Regions from separate parts of the Mus musculus genome. Here all the other regions are linked to region 1. Evidence: chromatin contacts called from public HiCAR-type and HiChIP or PLAC-seq data. All regions are on one chromosome and are shown on one strand. Each heading gives the region's core, a stretch centred on a gene start, on an enhancer-like site or on the middle of the called end of the contact. The rest is flanking DNA. Distances are from core to core; before and after follow the strand shown. Region 1 has its middle 130 kb from the start of Gm41290. Region 2 overlaps Cpq (carboxypeptidase Q). Region 3 overlaps Cpq (carboxypeptidase Q). Region 4 overlaps Sdc2 (syndecan 2). Region 5 overlaps Sdc2 (syndecan 2). Region 6 holds the start of Cpq (carboxypeptidase Q).

Region 1 (2,927 bases), core at 186-2,685:
AGTCTAATTTTTCTGGTGTGTTTGGTTATGCAGGACTTTCTGTGGTGGAGAACTGGGTTCTGATGATGACAATTAGCCTTGGTTTCTGTTGCTTATGTTCTTGTCCTTGCCTGTCACCATCTGGTTATCTCTGGTGCTAGCTGGTCTTGCTGTCTCTGACTGTGACTTGTTTCTCCTGCAAGCCTGTATGTTGTATCTGTACTTTTAGGAGACCAGTTCTCTCTGGGAAGAATTTGTATATGAAGAGCTGTGGCACAGGGTCAGTTCTGGCCATAGACAGGAACTGGAACTATCCTGTCCCAGGCTGCTCCTTGGTTCCTATGTCCTGAAGGCTACCCGACGGGTCTGTCAGAGCAGAAGTGATGGTCTTACCTGTGTTCATAGGCATGTCCACACTCTTGGGAGGCCAGCTCTTTTCCAGTGGTATTTGGGTATGTAGTACTGTGGCACAGGATCAGATCTGGATGCTGTTGCACAGGATCAACTCCTGACTGAACTGAATATTTAACCATTCCTCTCTTCAGACCTGGACACCGAATCCCTACTGAGGTGATGACCTTTCATCTGGCTATTCCCAGTTCCAAAATACCTTGTCATCAAAGGTATAGAAGCACTCACATGGGTTTCTTTACTGCTACAAACTACAATCCTGGAGCCTATCCCAAGTAACAAAGTCACTACTGTTGCTTGTGAAATTTAGAGTCTATAGGTTGCTTCTAGGATTGGGATGAGCTTCATCCAAATTCTTTATTATACTGGAAATCATTTTGGCTTTAATTAGAACATATTGGTACCCAGGAATAGACTATAGTTGGGAGAACAAAGAGATTTTTTTGTGAAAGAAAGTTGAGGGTTGTATTTAACAACTGACATTTCTTTGCCCTAAGGACATGGTTGAAAGTTAGACAGTGTTCTTTATAATTGGTACTTAATCAGCATCTACTAGATGAACAAAATAAGGTAAGTGTGAATTGGATATTGATGGATGAGTAAACTTAGATAAAAGAATAGATGAGGTGAACAGGAAGATATCTCTAGTACAAACTCACCAAAGGCACAATGCAAAGATGAATGTGAGGCATTTAATAAAATATAGATGTCCATAAGGCTGTAAATGAAAATAGGATGTGTGGAGAGAGTTTAGGTTCTTGTTACTGATATTAGAGCATTCTGGTTGACTTTTAGCAGAAGATGAGGTAGAGAATTTAATCCTAATTTTGTAAATATCTGTTAAATGGCAATCAGTTTGACCCAAAGACTAAAGAATGTTAAGTTGTCCCTGTGGCTTGCACAGTCACCATCTCCAGGCATGTGAGCTCTTCCCAGGATAACAAACTAAGCCTGTGGGATTCTCACCGTGCCTCACTTCCTGCCTCTCTTATTAGCAGCATTCTTCTCATGTCTCCTTCAAAGCATCTGAGCTGGATGACTAACCTAAAAGCAGCCCACGGAGTGGGAGATGTGGCTCTCCACCTCACAGCTGCTGTTGGCTCCTGGGTTACCAGCTGATTATTTCTTGGTTTCTGAATCCCAAGGGAAAGGTTGTGGGGCCTGAGCCTGACTCAGGAGTGAGTCAGAGCTGAGCATCAAAGATGAAGGACTCCCTGCAGCTGGACACCCTCTTTCAGGGGGATCAAAAATACTGAAAAGGAGAATGGACATTTATATTATTAATCTTTTAAAGAACGTTATGCAACTGACTAGTGTGTTATGGAAAGTCTGAGCTCAGTAGAGGAAGAAAACATAATACTGAAAGCTGAATGCAAGGAAAAATCATTAAAGAAAAATGTAAAACCCATACCACACCCACAGCTGTTCACGGAACTGACCGTGGTTTACTGATTCAGCCTGCTTCTTACTTGCTGTTTTTTCTCTCCTACATGCTCTTCTAACCTTCTCCCCTTTCCTGTTCTCTGCCACTAGTTGAGTTATCCACCCCCTAACTCCCAGGGTGCCTTGTTTTGTATGGACTGTTCCAAGGGTTTTTCATTTGTCATTGTTGTTCACACACACACACACACACACCACAGTTCCCCCCTCTTCTCTTAGTTCATCCATGTCACCTCCCTTCTGCCTACCTTCATCCACTCCTTTTCCATTTCTCTTCAGAAAAGGGCAAGCCTCTTATGGATTGCAACTAAATATGTCATGTTAAGTTTCGGTAAGACTAGACTCTCCCCATGTATTAAGGCTGGACAAGGCAACCCAGTAGGACAAAAAGGGCCCAAAGCATGCAAAAGAGTCAGAGACAGCTCTGATAAGTGGATATATTAGCCCAGAAGCCCAGAAGCCCAGAAGCTCAGAATACCCAAGATACAATTCACAAACCACATGAAACTCAAGAAGAAGGAAGAACATAGTGTGGATACTTCTATTCATCTTAGAAGCAGGGAACAAAACACCCATGAAAGAAGTTACAGAGACAAAGTATTGAGTGGAGACTGAAGAAATGACCATCTAAAGACTGACTTACCTGGGGATCCATCCCATTTACAGTCACCAAACCCAGACACTGTTGTGGATGCCAACAAGTGCTTGCTGACAGAAGCCTGATATAGGTGTCTCCTGAGAGGCTCTGCTAGTGCCTCACACATACAGAGGTGGATGCTCACAGCCATCCATTGGACTGAGCACAGGATCCCCAGTGAAGGAGCTAGAGAAAGGACCCAAGGAGCTGAAGGGGTTTGCAGCCCCATAGAAGGAACAACAATATGAATTAGCCAGTTCCCGCACAGCTCCCAGGGACGAATCCACTAACCAAAGAGGGACTTATGGCTCCAGCTGCATATGCAGCTGAGGATGGCCTAGGTGGTCATCAGTGGGAGGAGAGGCCCTTTGTCCTAAGAAGGCTCGATGCCCCAGTGTTGGGGAATGCCTGGGCCAGGAAGCAGGGGTGGGTGGGTTGGTGAGCAGGGGTAGAGGGTAGG
Region 2 (2,789 bases), core at 147-2,646, 710 kb after region 1:
CAAAAACACAGAGGCAGAAAACCTCCCAATGAAATTTCCTGAACACCCAGTTCTTATATCAGCCCGAGCCTAGGAGGCCTGCTCAGCAAGTCATTTATTGCGAGATTTGCTATTAAACCTGTCAAACAGACATATGTGAAAATACTACTTCACTAAACAGCTGATAAGTTTCATGAACTTAAAAAGAAAATACCACCTAGCTATATGCTGCTACCAAAAATTCGCCAATCTGTTTTAAAATCTGATGTTCAATTATACTTTTCCCTAAATCCTACCATTTGCTCTCTGCTATGAAGCTGCCACATAGCACCATTGGCAAACACTGGCTTGAGAGCACACAGATTTGTTTCCACAGTGTGCTCCCTCCTTCTTCAGGGAGTGCTGAGCATCTGTGGCTATAGGAGAAAGTACTTCTCAGTGATGTCAGGGGGAATGAATGTGCTTATCCCTCTTTCCCTGTGGTCATACATTAATCAAAGGCTGCAAAAGAAAAGTGTTAAGCTAAATAGATTCACAGTAATAGATCTAAAACAATTATTCAAAATGCTTAGTCAATGTACAATAAAACCATTGTTGCATTACATCAGTGCCCAGGCAGTAAAATTACATGGAGAAGACAGAACATTCATAACACAAGCTTTCTAGGAATGGAGGACACTGGGGATATAGAAGATGTCTGGTAGCAGAAAATTAAAATGGTAGCTGAAAAAAAGTAAAAAAAAAAAAAAATACTGGAGAGACACAGAGACAAATTTGGAGTGCAAGACAAAGACCATGGTGTGAGCAAAAATTCCTCCCAGCCCAGCAGTAGGGGGTGGCAGGTAGGGGTTTGGGGCAGAGAACTGGAAAGCAGCTGAAAGCCCAGCTGAAGGTGATTTTTCTTCACCAGCAATTTATCTGTTCAAAGGGTAAGTTTTACAGAGACAAGCACATATCCGGTGACAAAGCATATATAATTTAAAGGATGATAAAGATGGATCTTCGATCCCAGGTAGAGACTGCAGAAGTAGATGAGGGGAGACTGGCTGCCTTTGGGGAGAGTCGAAAAAAATGGCTTGGCTGGAAGACAGGAAAGAAGCATAGACCCGGTGGAGCACATACTTGTCTGTGATTTATTTCCCTGATATCTTTCACTGTAAAGATGAAAAATCCAGAGTCGGTTATTCAACTCATTGTTATGGGGAATGAGGTGAGGAAACACTAGCTTTAGTATAATCACCCCATAATTGCCTGGAGGTCTATGAAATCTGTGAGGGATCACTCTGTTTCCTAAATGCAATGCGTTTGATTTCCCTCCAGAGAATGCAGGAAATTGTAGCCTCTGAAACAGATGAGATGTTTTGGATAACATCTGATTCTATTGGAAAGCCCCCAGGTAATGAGTCAGCAACTTGCAGCCCACACAACAGTGTCTGATACACTTAGTAGCAGATGAGGAGAAGTTTGTTGTGACAGCTGTGTAAAAAGAAAGGGGGGCGAGGGGGGAGATGTCTGGAGGTTAGGTGGATTTGCAACATGAGAAGGTGATCCAGCCTGGAAAACTGAGTTTTCTCAGGAAGAGAGAACAGCCCAGAATGTGAACAAAAGAAACAGACTGGAAGCAAGAACACCAAGCATGCTATGGAGTTTTCGGCACAGCTTCCTTTGTGGAAAATGTGCACTAGCCAAGAGCAGGAATTCCTTGTAGGGCATGTTCACACAGAGAAAATGCAAATTTTTCTTAAAGAAGACATTTTACATTTTCTGTATCCATTCTTCTGTTGTCGGACATCTAGGTTGTTTCCAACTTCTGGCTATCACAAACAAGGCCACTATGAATACAGTGGAACACTTGTTCCTGTGGCATGGTGGGGCATCTGTGAGGTATATTCCCAAGAGTGGTATAGTTGGGTCTTGAGGTAGATCAATTTCCAATTTTCTGAGTAACCTTCAGATTGATTTTGAGAGTGCTTGTACCAGTTTGCAATCCCACCAGCAATGGAGAAGTGTTCCTTTCTCCACATCCTCTCCAACATGTGTTGTCACCTGAGGTTTTGATCTTAGCCATTCTGACTGGTGTAGGGTGGAATCTCAGGGTCATTTTGATTTGTATTTCTCTGATAACTAAGGACTTTGAACATTTCTTTAAGTGGTTCTCAGCCATTTGAGATTCCTCAATTGTGAACTCTCTGTTTAGTTCTATAACCCATTTTTGATTGGGTTGTTTGGTTTTTTAGTGATTAACTTCTTGAGTTCTTTATATATTTTAGACATTAGCACTCTATCAGGTCTGGAATTAGTGAAGATTTTGTTCCCAATGGAATACGAGGACATCCTGACTTTTTCAGGCAAATGGATGGAACTAGAAAATATCATCCTGAGTGAGGTAACTCAGACCCTAAAAGGACATGCATGGTATGTACTCACTAATAAGTGGATATTAGAGAAAAAAAAAACAGAATACACAAGATACAGTGAAGAAAGCAATCACAATTGGAGAGGGAGGGAGGGACTTGGGAGGAAAAGTGGGCAGGGGGAGAAGGTGGGAGGGGAACCTGATCTGGTATTGGGTGAGGGACAAGGACTGAAGCTCTGAGGGCCAGCAAAAAGAATGTAAACTAGCAATCTCAGGAAATAGGAGGTTGGGGGGACCCCCCAGAATGCACCAGAGACCTAGGATGTTAGAGACTCCCAGAACTCATAGGGAGGGACCTTTGATGAAATGTCCAACAGGAGGGAGAGGGAACGTATAGAGTCCACCTCTAGCAGGAAGACAGGGCATCAAATGAGGGTAGCCATCCCACAGTCAC
Region 3 (2,809 bases), core at 132-2,631, 580 kb after region 1:
ATGGAAATATTTAGTTTTACTGTTGAAAAGGACTGGTTTTCAGGAGCTTGTTTACTATATCATAGTTGAAGGCAGCTCAGTGACAGCCTGACAGCAGGGGAGAGGACCTTACACAGGAGAGGCAAGACGTGAGGGAAGCCACTGTGATGTTGCTATCATGAGGAATAACCAAAGCACACTGGAAATGAATAGAAGCCTAGAGGCCAGCTGAATGCAGAAGAAGCTTCCCATATGGAGAAGGGTAATGGTAGAAAGAGACTCAGGCTTCTCTCTTTTTGCCAAATTTTGAGTTCTTGGATCTTCACTAAGAACATGCACCAGCCTAAGCCTTACTGGCTTGGAACTGAACTTTGGCACCAAAACAGGGAGGTCTCTTCATTCATGAGCTACTCATTCTCATGTGGACAGAAGAGCCGTAGATATTGTCTGATATGTTTTATTCTGTTTTGTTTCTTTAACTCTTCTCATTGCCAACCTGCAGCCTCATGCTCTGTTATTTTACTTACCCAGGGGACTAAATGTATGCAAATTAAAGAAATATTGAAATAAGTTTAAAACAACAACAACAAAAACAGAGACTAAATTCACACAAATTAAAGAAATATTGAAATAAGTTAAAAAAAAATCAAACAAAAAACCAACCAAACAAACAACCAACCAAACAAACAAACAAAAATGCTTTGGTTACCTTATCCTAAAACAGTTTGTGACTTAGCAAGATGGTTCAGCAGGTCATTCAACCAAGTCTGATGACCTGATTTTTGTTGGTAGGGTCCACATGGTCATAGAAGAAAAATGAGTTCAGTAAGCTGTGTCTGACCTCCAAGTGTGCATTGTGGCATGTATGTGCACAAACACATGAACAAAGAGACATACATACATACATACATACATACATACATACATATAGACAGACACATAAAAACACACATGTACACAATCCCACACACATGATGCAGTAAAAACTACAAATGTCTCAACCACAGTTATTAAATGATAGATACTGTTGTTGCTTTATCTTTCAGTCATGTCCTATATGCTACCCTGTTCTGCTGACTTCCAGTGCCATGAGCAACTTGATCAAGCACTGTAAAAGGGAAAGAGAGTGATTGTGTTTTGAAAGAGACAGTTTGAAAGAGTGGTAATTTGATAAATCCTATAACTTAATGAACTTTTCCACTTTAAAAAAGCCTAAGTAATCTAAAGTGACTATGTCTTCCATTTCTACATGATCCCTCTCCACAAATGTTCCTTTATTTTCCATTGACAAGGCAGGATAATGACCAAAGCTCCTAAGATGTCCACTCCCATCCCTTCTCTGGGGGATTGATGTGACTCATTGCATTTGGCTATTACAACAATCTCTCTTTTCACAAAAACACTGGCCAATAACAGCAGGATGATCACATCATTTGCTCCCAGTAGTGTGAGAAAGAACTGCCCACACTCCCTAGCTCTGAAGACAGAAAATAGTCACAATTCTCCATCTCACTAAGAGAAATGTTCATGATCCTTAGATAGTAGTATACTGAGAAAAGGACAAGAAATTCTCCTCTTTAACAAGTGCCTCCAGTGGAAGTAAAGAATCAAAGGAGGGCTGCCTTGTGGCAAGCACAGGCCTCGAGATCCATTTTATTCCCACTGTTGCTGATGTAATTGTGAATTACTGCTGCATTTATAATTAAGAATGGAACAGATGGTAATGCTTAGCATTAGGCAATAAGGAGTGGCCATTAAAACAATCGAGAATGCCAGCAGTTTATATGATATCACAGGGTTAGTTTACCATAACAAAGTTTTATATCCATGGAAAAAGAGGTATTAAGGCCCCCTCGTTCTCATCACAGCTGTCCCTTTGTTGAAGATACATTGTACATCCTGGGAAGATTCCAACCTTTTTAAAATTGCTGGTCATATCTTGACTTTATTATGAGCAGTCATCACAAGTGGCAGAGCATGAAATCCAAGATGTAATATTCACCATCAAGAAGAGCAGTTGGGAAGGCACTGGAGATTCACTGGAATCACACTAGGATGGTACTGGGTGTCGGGCAGAGGTGGGGGGGAGGAAAATTCTAGAATTCTCCAAGAATATGGACAAAAGGCCAGACATCCTGAAGAGCATAAGGGTTACTTAATTGTAATACAAAATGAAGCAAAACTTCTCTTCCATTTCATGGTGGAAGGTTATCAGTGTGTGTAGCCAAAAGGGCAATAGTAATAGAGTTTGTCTACTAGCAATAGAAATATCAACTAGCTTTTAAGAAAATCTGCTTCCTGACTTTAACCTCTTCATGGATATTTTTGTCTCTGATAATGCGAGACTTCTAAACAATTTCTCAGCCTTGAAATTTGCCTACAGATTCTTCATCTCACTTCAGGCAGGCTTCTGTCTTATCAGGACATGATGGGACAGTCACTCTAAAGCAGTGTAAACTCTATGCCTAAGTTCACTTGTTTCAGTCTGCTGCTGTCCTTGATTGTCTCCATCTTTTCACCAGTGTCTGATATGTGCCAATCTCAGGCAATATCACTACTACTGAAAAATGAATTGTAGCAGAAAATTCTTGTTCACATTTAGAACACCCCAAGGCAGAGAATTAACAAAATTCTGTTATCAATAACGTAATATATCAAAGAATGATGATTAAAAATTAAAGAAATAATACAGAATAAAGATAGGCATAATAGGGTAGAGGCTTGAGAACTATCAATAACAATGTTCAAAATCTGTGAACTCATTTTCTGCTTGGCTGATCATTAAGAAAACACTCAATTTCCACATATATGACTATAGCCACACCTGGGA
Region 4 (3,029 bases), core at 294-2,793, 960 kb after region 1:
AGGCTCATTCTCCATGAAGCTTTCTTAGCTTCTACTTTCCTTCCCAGTATCTGCTCTGCCTTTAAATATCATACACAGAATTGACTGCAGTGGTCTATCCACTAGTCATTTACACACTGGCAAAATGCTGCTTGAAAGAAATATATCCCAACAAGCTGGACACAGTGATTGCCATATAATTCCCCGATGCACTTTTTAAAAAAGTGTTTTATATATGTGTGTATTTTGTCTGCATATATATCTACGTACTACAGGCATGCCTAGTGTCCACGGAGGACAGCAGAGGGCACTGGATCTTCTGAAACTAGAGATTGAGTGGCCAGTTGTGAGTAGCTATGTGGATGCTGGGAACCTGAATCCTTTGGAAGAATAGCTGATGTTACTATTGAGCCATGTTTCCAGGCCCTGTGCTTTTCTTATGTTCCAAAAATATGTTTTTGTTATTTTAACTATATATGGGAATGCGCACATGTGTGCAGATGCCCTTGGAGGCAGGAGACATTAAATCTCTGGGTGCTAGAGTTACAGGAGATTGTGAGTCCAGAAATGTAGCTGCTGGGAACTGAACTCAGGTCTTCTGCAAGAGCAGTATGTATTCTTAACCATGTCTCCAGCTTCCATAATGCTTTCTCCAGTGTTTCTTCTCTAAGGTCAGTTTTCAAAAGCATGAATGATTATCTCAAGGTAAAGATAACAACTTCAGACATGTGGTACTTCAGCTCTAACTGGGGAATGGGAAAACATGATTTTTCTCTGTGGTAGTTGAATTAAAATGGACTCCATAGGCTCATATATTTGAATGCTTGGTCCCCAGTGAGTGAAACTATTTGGGAAGGACTGGGAATGTGTCCTTGTTGAAGGAGGAGTGCCATGGGGGCTGGGCTTTGAGATTTCAATAGCTTGTGTTATTCCCAATTTGCACACTCTCTTTGCCTCAAGCATGTGGGAAAAAAAATGTTAAGTTCTCAGCTACTATCCTGTGCCATGTGTTCCTGCCTGTTCCTATGCTCCCCACTATGATGGTCACAGACTCATCCTCTGAAACTTTAAGTGCCCATTAAATGCGTTCTTCTCTAAGTTGCCATGGTCATACTATACTGTCTCTCTTCATAGCAGTGGAAAAATGACTAAGCTGGTAACTTAACTTCTCTGAGCCTCTGTCCTCCTCAGCTGCTCAAGCCCTCCTGGTCCAGTCCTTTCCCCCAATGTCCGCCACCAGGTCTGCAAAGACAAATACTATTTGCCAGGTCTTCTTCAGCTTTGGCTCAAGGCTACTTCAAATTCAGTCTCCCAAAGAGCCACCTTCTTTTATCCTCTACATTTTCTGGGCTTTAGTCCTTGGTTGTCCCTGGAAGAGTCTTTTGTTTTAAAAAAAAAAAAAAAAACAAAAAAAAAAAAACAAAAAAAAAAACAGCCCTGAAGTTCCCAGGGGCTGAGGGTTAATGCAGGTCTCTTAGAGCCGGATGTGCATAATCAGACTCAGACAGCAGCTGCTGAGCTGGAGCTAATCCTTAGAGGACTGCTCAGCCCTCCTTGTTCTCTGGAAGTGAGATTGCCTGTCACCAGGCCTGCTCCAGCTGCTGGCCTGTATGTTTTCAGGACACTGCAAACAACATCCTCTGTGAACTCCACTCTCAAAATGCCAACAGATTTCTGTTTTGCTTTATCAAGCTGCCTCTCCAGATTCAAGGACTTCAAACAGAAGTCTGGTTGGGGTCCATACACTAAATATCATATATAAATGATGTGGGGGTGGGAAAGGTACCTAGAGAGCCGTGGATGTGAACGTCTGTTAACAGACCTCTTACTGTGCCTGTGTTCACATGGACAGGCAGTATTCTACACAACATTAAAGGTGAGTGAAGCATCCAAAGTCACCACTAAATATATAGCTCAGACACTACTTCCTAACCCCAATGGAATGTCCCCCTGACACTGTAATGCCTCTCCAATCCAATCCCATGGTACGCAAGAATAAAAATGATTTGGTTTTGTTCTCTTGGAAATATAACTAACAACTTAGCTTTAGCGAAAATGTTTTCTTCTTGTAGGTTTGGGAGAAGGATTTGCAGGATGCATTTTAAAAATAAGGTCATCATTACAAAGTTTTCTTGGCTGGATTCTTAGATCAACTATAATTAGCACAACTCACCGTGTGCCAGGAAGTCTCTCGAGAAAATAAAAGTTTGCTTGAGAACCAGTCAGTTCTAGGTAACAACTATGTACTAAATTTGTCAAATTAGGGGCCAGCATAACTCATGAGAGACTACGTGTTTGTTCGTATAGTTAATATTATATTACTGCTTCTAGCATACAAACAATTCAAACTCCATTATGATTTTAAAATATTTTTCCATGTTAAGCATAAATTTAGACAATTTGGTGACCGAGACTCCTGAAGCAAAAGTGTTATCTTTAATGATTCAATGGAATTAGATTCTTATTTAGTTGTAAATATTTGAAGAGTTCCCAGATCTCTATACAAATTACATTTTAAGTATTTATTTTTATTACGTTTTCTTTATATGCATGCACCTGTGTGAATGTGTGCTACCCGTGCATAGGTTCTAGAGTGGGAATTACAGGTAGCTGTGAGAGCTGTTGTGAGTGTGGAGAGCCAAGCTCAGAGAAGACATGCACACTCTTAATGGCTGAGCCACCTCTTCATCTGAAGCTTCAGCCCTTTTCAATTGCACATTCTTTGTTAGACGTTCACACTAATGAATACATAGAATTTTGAAATCTTTTGAGAAGCGCCTTGAGACTTAAGAATCCATATTAAATAAATTCCAGTCATAAATTATATTTTAGAATTTGAAGACTTCATTAAAGACAGTGAGGAGGGAAAAATAGATTTGCAAATCTACTAGACAGTTATCTGGAGAATGGGAAAAGTTGCTCTTATCACACAGAAATCATAAGCACCAAGCTGCTTCTGTTTCTGCTTCTGCTTCCGCTTCCGCTTCCGCTTCCGCTTCCTCTTCCGCTTCTGCAGCCTGGTTCCCAACAGAGTTCTGCCACTGTGCTTG
Region 5 (2,871 bases), core at 19-2,518, 910 kb after region 1:
ACTTCTGGGTTAGCATTGGAAATGTAAATAAAGAAAATACCTAATTAAAAAAAATGAATGAAAAAACAAAAACAAAACAACAACAACAACAATAAAGATTTCCCAAACCAAAATTCTCACATAAGATTGGGCTTTAACACACACACACACACACACACACACACACACACACACACACCCTTTACCTAAGCCAAAACACTTTGCCATGGTGTTATTTGGTCCCTGAACACTAACTAGAATGTATGATTCAGTGCTTTCAGAAAAGGTGTCGCAATGCATGGATGCTGGTACATACAACACTACAAAACTATTTGGTTCACCACTGTGTTGTTTATTGATTCTACATAATAGTTCCTGCCTCAATAACTTGCTTGTTAGATAAATTTAAAGTAACAAATCAGATTTGTGTGTCCAGACAATCTTTCATGCTTATTTAACAAATGAAGCCACTTTCCTCTACTACCATGCATTGGAATACACAAACAAGGTATCTGTTTCCCAGTCTCATGTCTCTTGAATATAGAATTTGGTGACAATGAGTAACCCCAATCAAACATACTATTGAGTATGTGTTCATCTGCTGACAACCACATTTCTGGTATATTATTCAACAAAACTAGGACAATAATCCCTTAGTTTTCACAGTCTACATTTCATGGTGAAGAACACAGTAGAAAGCAAGGAAGTATGACACCCAAATCTTTGCACCTAAATTCTTGACACAACTCTTGCTTTGTAATAGTTACAGGGAAAAGCTTACTAAAAGCAAAATATTCTACCTAGAGACAATTTTCACTTGTTGCCCTTCTGAACTTCTAAAATTTAAAACCTCTGCATTGCAAATCTCAATTAATATATCTGCTTTTAAAAAGTACCTTTCTGGGGCCAAGGAAATAGCTCTTCAGAAGACCACTTGCTTAGCATGTGTAAGGTCCTGGATTCCATACCCAACATCACAAACAAACACACAAAGAAATCCTAAGACCAGTTGCTTTATTGCTCATCCTAAACAAAATAAGAGTTTTCTTCCTTGGTAACAACCACAGCAGAAAATCTGACCAAGAGAGGAAAGAAAAACATGAACAGAACACACTTGCAAGCCACACTTCTGTTTGTAGTGGTGGCTTCAGATTCCTAAGTCAGGGAAGAAGGGAAGCGCCCTTTGTGGTGAATTAAATTTGTTGGCAACAAGAACAGGGATCTCCAAAGCAATGCACAGTAAGGCGCCAAGGATGGTGAGTGGGTTATGAGGAATACGTATGACACATTAAAGGAAAATGCCCATTGCTTCCATATGTCCTCTGCTGTGTGCCTGATTCCTTTTTAGGAATAGCAGAGAAAAGCAGGATGTTTGCAGCTATGTTATTATAGGTATTATTGCCTTTCACCCTCCTGAGCTAGCATATTCCAGTGTTTATTTTTATATCCATATGACCATAGCTTTGACTACAGTAAAATAGAAGCATTGTAAGCTAAACCTGAATGATCCAAGTTTGGAGAAGGTCAGTATTAATAAATTCTAACTAAAGTAATGAGATGTTCTTTCTTAGTAGAGTTTGGCAGGAGATGGGGATGGGAAACATATTTGGTGTTTATTTCTCTTTCATCAATATTCTGTGAAAACTATCATTATAGATAAGATTCTAAGCTAAGCACAGGGAGCCAACTAGCTCTGGTTTGAATTTAATAGTTCACTCTAAGGAATTTTTCAATACCTACATTCCTAGGTCCATATGTATTCTCCACTCAAATGAGGGCTGACAGAGCGCCATGGAAAACCTATGAGACAGAAAAATGGGAATGACTTTGACTTTAAAGAGCAGGTAGATGCTGCAGCCAATGCTGGGCATGAACCAGAACTCTCAGGCCTGCAGCAGTGACAGATGGTGTTGTAGGAAGCTGAGCTAGAAGTGAGTCAGAAGTAAGGTAAGTACAGCAATCTATTGCTGCTGTAAAAAGAGTACTGTGCTATCTAACCAATTCTAAGAGAGGCTCTGACCCTTGAGAAATTGCCTTGGCTTTTATGAAGCTTCCAAGCTGGGGATGGGGGTGGGCGAGGGAAACATGTGAAGTTAGGAGAAGTAGTGAGGGATAATGGCAGAAGTTAAAGGGGAGGAAGTGGTTAATCAAGACATACTGTATACATGGACTTCTCAATAATTAAATAAATAAAAATTAGCAGATAAGAGAGAGGGGGGATGTGGGATGGCTGCAATTCTGTTGTGTTATGATTTGTGAATACCTGAAAAGCACATTCATTATCTTGTGAAATTAGAAGAACAATATATTTATGGACAGTAATATTATTTCCACCAACAACGAACACTCATAGTTATGCATATTGACATGCTGGCCAAAGTCTGCAAAACTTAACTCCATGGGAATCTGCCTGCCTCTTTCTGAACTGCCTCCACCAGAACTAGATCTGTCTATAAAGATACCCTGACATTCTCTTTGTAAGATTACATAAGCCTATGCTGTTGGGTTATAGAGGATGAATCAGGTATAAAAGAGGTGACAAATGATAAAATTAGGTTCTTTATTTAAAAAATTAAGAATCACACTAAAGAAAGCATTTTTAAGAAGCAGAATATTTTATTATTTTTTGCCCCAAAGGAGGATAATACATGGTAATTAAAAGTAGTGATTGGAATGCTTATCCCTAAACACCAATTTGTTATAGGTAAAACATTTAATTTATTAAAATATGGGAGATTAACAAAAAGTAAATCTTTGAGTCATATCTGTGTTATGCAAGACCAGTGGGAGCTACCTGATGATTTCTCAGGTTTTGTCACAGGTCATACTGAAGGTTGCCTTTCATGTTGATCCAGCATCCAAGGGTGCTGACTGCACACAATGATGCAAACT
Region 6 (3,012 bases), core at 287-2,786, 820 kb after region 1:
ACATTTACTCTACCAGATAGACTTGAAATAGGTAGGTAAAAATATGCACCGGCACATGTCTGTGACCCCAGCACTAGCAGGGTGGAGACAAGAGGATTCCTGGAGCTCACTGGCCAACTGATCTAGCAGATTCACTGGACCCCCAGGTCCACTGAGATGTGCTGTCTCCAAAATTTAAAGAATAAAACCTTTGAGGAAGATACCTGTGTTAACCACAGGTCCATACACACATGTACATACACACACACATAATGAAGTTAAAATCTAAAGAGATCAAGTGACAATTCAAAGTCATTGATTTTGGTTTTATGGGGGGGGGGGGTTGTGGAACTTGGGGTCTAGGAAGCAAAACTACAGCAGTGATCAACTGTATTAAAGCACTCTTTATGTGTCATGCACACAAATTACTTTCCTCACTGTGACATATTTTGTTTTCTTCATTCACCTGCAACTAAACCAACCCTTGTCTAAGGAAAATAGACATTGTCCAGTCTTAGATTCATGAGAAGTGTCTGGATTTAAATACAAGTCAGCGACATGGTTCTGCTTTGAGATGTACCTTTGTACCTTGTAAATACATTATATATTTTGGTAACAACGCTGGCTCAAACCAAAAGTGGGGAGAATAAAGCACAAGCAAGCAAGAGTTCAGGTTATTTTGTTTTAGGCAAAATATATTTAATCCAACCAATGGAGATAATAAGGTGCAGGAGTCTAGTAACTAACAACTACAAAGAATCAAACTCCTCTTGATTAACCACAGAGATTGCAAAACACTTAACTCTGAGAAAACAGAGGCGAAAGCCTGTGTGTCTGATGTCTCCATTTCATATTCACTGTGCCATTCATATATTTTGCTCATTCTGCTGCATTTCCTACGCATTTGTCCACTTCATTCATTCAGTTCTACTTCACAGTCAATTATTGGATATTGAGTACGACTATGTATGACAAGTCAGACGCTGACAACTCGAAAATGGGGCCTTTCATATCAGAAATGAAAGAACAGAACTAGGTAGAAAGTGAAAGAAACCACCAAAGCTCTCCCACCCCGTCCTGGTAAAGCCTCTTGCAAGTCAGTTGACTAGGGAAAATTCCAGATAGGGCCTTGAAGGAAGCTCCTAGGCAGTCCAGGGACGGTGCAAGAGACCTTGAAGAAGAGACAGGCACCAGCAATTTTGGTCTCTGCCTCTGGGTTTCAGTGTAACTGCAGGCAGTCTCGTCCTATGCAAGGGCACTCCAGCCCGATCAGGAAGCTCTCTGGCAGCCAGGCCGGCTGACCTCAGCCCACCCTCCCGCCTCTGGGGAGCAGCTGGTCACCCACAGCCTGGGGGGCACTCACCTGATCACGAGGCTCTGCGGAGCAGCAGCGGCCACAACACCCGGTGAGGCCTGCAGACCACAGGCACGTTCGGGGGCGGGACCAGGAAGGTCCTCAGAGCGCACTGGAGCCACAGGGCGGGCCTCCAGAGGCCTCAGGAACAGCCCGGAGCCCCAGTAGTCTGCAGGCCTGGCTTCTTTGTGTGCCAGGACAGCTGTGGAGCCCTCCCTGGCCGGTGGGCGGAGACAAAGGTGCAACCGTCAGCCAGGCCCGAGGCCTGGGCTTTAACTGAGACTGTGGCTGGCTGGACCCGACCCTGAAAGGTCTCCTTGAGCCTGACTTAAGGCAAGTAGGGTCCCCAAGGCCTGGCTTCAAGAGACTTTGTTGGAACCGTCAAACTCCTTCCCAACAAAAGCAACTCAACAGTTATTTTGTTCATGTTATCAATCACCCAGTAGCTAGGGAGGATGGATATGCGGGAAGATGGCCCAGGACTTTGAGGCTTAGCAAGGGCTACAGAATAAATGAGACCCTGTCTCAAAAACAAAATGAAGCACCAGGTTATTTTCTCCCTTCCTTAATAGTTGAAAGACTGTAAGAAAGGAGGTGATCATGAAGGCAGGGGTCATGATCTAAAACTAGGAGATCAGAAAGTCATTTTCAGTCTAGGCATTGTATCAGGGAAAGAGCAATGCTATACTACTCTTGTAGTACATGTGCGCATATTTTTGGCCCATTTATCTATCTGTCTATCTATCTATCTATCTATCTATCTATTCATTCATTCACTTTACATCCTGATCACAGTAGCCCCTCTGCTTTCAGCTCCCCCTTCCCACAGCCCCTGTTTTATCCTCTGCCCCCTTCTCCTCTGAGAAAAGGAAGGACCCCCTTGTGAACCAGTATACCCTGACACATCAAGTCACTGCATGACTTCAGTAGTTTGGGGACCTGCATAAAGTCCAAACTGCAACATGTGCACATGTTTTTAATGTTTTATGTTTTGATAAGTCCAAATTTCTTTACTTAGCCAGACTCTTATCAAAGTTATCTTTGTAAAATACTTTCCAGTTCCTGTCTCTCCTCTTAAAACACACACACACACACAGACATACACACACACAAAACCAAGGAAAAACTTAGGCATGCTGATCCATGTATGTGTTATCTCAAAACACAGAAAATAGAGGCAGGGATATTTTGAGTTTCAGGCTAACCTGGGCTACATAGGTAGATGCTAAGAAAAAGAAAACTCACATACTTAAAAAACAGGAAAGAAAAAATTAAGCATATACAAAGAAAATCATTTTGAGTCCTTTCACCTATGTACAATATAACAATCCCTCTAAACTTTGACTAGTCGCGTTGCCTTTCACAAAATATCACTTCTGTGAGGTATTCAAGGGTCTTTTCAACATGGTCCTAGCTGGCCTTTCCACAAATGGTCCCTGGGGAGTCATATCTAGTCCCAATGATTTACATTTCTCTGAAACTATCTTTGATGAAGAATAGGTTGGATTATTTCCAATCTCCTACAACAGGCTAATTTTGTAAAATGAAATTAATAATCTAGCAAAGGTAACTGAAAAGCTATAAAATGACAGACTCTAGTTTTGTGGAAAAACAAACCTACAGGTTTGCAACAAGTGAAATATCACCTTTTTGACGCTTCTAGCTGCTTACACTCGACT

The links. HiCAR-type assays count read pairs that join an accessible place to other places. HiChIP or PLAC-seq counts read pairs in DNA pulled down with a chosen protein or histone mark.
Region 2: a HiCAR-type map of fibro-adipogenic progenitors shows a contact between it and region 1, with 11 times the contacts expected there. The contact joins two enhancer-like sites. A contact is called at or near these places in 2 of 115 datasets of contacts at active chromatin or transcription factors (embryonic fibroblasts and fibro-adipogenic progenitors).
Region 3: a HiCAR-type map of fibro-adipogenic progenitors shows a contact between it and region 1, with 4 times the contacts expected there. The contact joins two enhancer-like sites. A contact is called at or near these places in 2 of 484 Hi-C or Micro-C datasets (the C2C12 cell line and adipose-derived mesenchymal stem cells) and 1 of 115 datasets of contacts at active chromatin or transcription factors (fibro-adipogenic progenitors).
Region 4: a HiCAR-type map of fibro-adipogenic progenitors shows a contact between it and region 1, with 8 times the contacts expected there. The contact joins two enhancer-like sites. A contact is called at or near these places in 1 of 15 datasets of contacts at CTCF or cohesin (the NIH/3T3 cell line) and 3 of 115 datasets of contacts at active chromatin or transcription factors (embryonic fibroblasts, embryonic stem cells and fibro-adipogenic progenitors).
Region 5: an H3K27ac HiChIP or PLAC-seq map of embryonic fibroblasts shows a contact between it and region 1, with 27 times the contacts expected there. The contact joins two enhancer-like sites.
Region 6: a contact with region 1 is called in a HiCAR-type map of fibro-adipogenic progenitors, with 9 times the contacts expected there. The contact joins the promoter of Cpq here to the enhancer-like site in region 1. A contact is called at or near these places in 4 of 39 promoter capture datasets (the 3T3-L1 cell line, embryonic stem cells, hippocampal neurons and 1 more), 1 of 115 datasets of contacts at active chromatin or transcription factors (fibro-adipogenic progenitors) and 2 of 9 other capture datasets (adipose tissue and embryonic stem cells).

The regions. Positions count from the first base shown.
Region 1 is chr15:33,905,834-33,908,760 of GRCm38.p6, reverse strand. No RefSeq gene overlaps it. Among named protein-coding and RNA genes, the nearest start is that of Gm41290, 130 kb to the left of the region's middle. Within about 2 kb of position 1,435, at least 67 of the 459 cell types and tissues checked have an H3K27ac peak or open chromatin away from gene starts, as enhancers often do. A contact at or near this core is called in the C2C12 cell line, embryonic fibroblasts and fibro-adipogenic progenitors, where this site is marked.
Region 2 is chr15:33,195,443-33,198,231 of GRCm38.p6, reverse strand. All of the region lies in intron 1 of Cpq (carboxypeptidase Q), which reads right to left. Among named protein-coding and RNA genes, the nearest start is that of Cpq, 110 kb to the right of the region's middle. Within about 2 kb of position 1,396, at least 39 of the 459 cell types and tissues checked have an H3K27ac peak or open chromatin away from gene starts, as enhancers often do. A contact at or near this core is called in embryonic fibroblasts and fibro-adipogenic progenitors, where this site is marked.
Region 3 is chr15:33,329,078-33,331,886 of GRCm38.p6, reverse strand. The region is part of intron 4 of Cpq (carboxypeptidase Q); the gene reads right to left. Among named protein-coding and RNA genes, the nearest start is that of Cpq, 250 kb to the right of the region's middle. Within about 2 kb of position 1,381, at least 20 of the 459 cell types and tissues checked have an H3K27ac peak or open chromatin away from gene starts, as enhancers often do. A contact at or near this core is called in the C2C12 cell line and fibro-adipogenic progenitors, where this site is marked.
Region 4 is chr15:32,942,700-32,945,728 of GRCm38.p6, reverse strand. All of the region lies in intron 1 of Sdc2 (syndecan 2), which reads right to left. Among named protein-coding and RNA genes, the nearest start is that of Sdc2, 23 kb to the right of the region's middle. Within about 2 kb of position 1,543, at least 42 of the 459 cell types and tissues checked have an H3K27ac peak or open chromatin away from gene starts, as enhancers often do. A contact at or near this core is called in fibro-adipogenic progenitors, where this site is marked.
Region 5 is chr15:32,998,983-33,001,853 of GRCm38.p6, reverse strand. The region is part of intron 1 of Sdc2 (syndecan 2); the gene reads right to left. Among named protein-coding and RNA genes, the nearest start is that of Gm32764, 70 kb to the left of the region's middle. Within about 2 kb of position 1,268, at least 33 of the 459 cell types and tissues checked have an H3K27ac peak or open chromatin away from gene starts, as enhancers often do. A contact at or near this core is called in embryonic fibroblasts, where this site is marked.
Region 6 is chr15:33,081,653-33,084,664 of GRCm38.p6, reverse strand. It overlaps Cpq (carboxypeptidase Q), which reads right to left and starts at 1,536. Exons shown (of 8, transcript NM_176073.4): 1 at 1,343-1,536.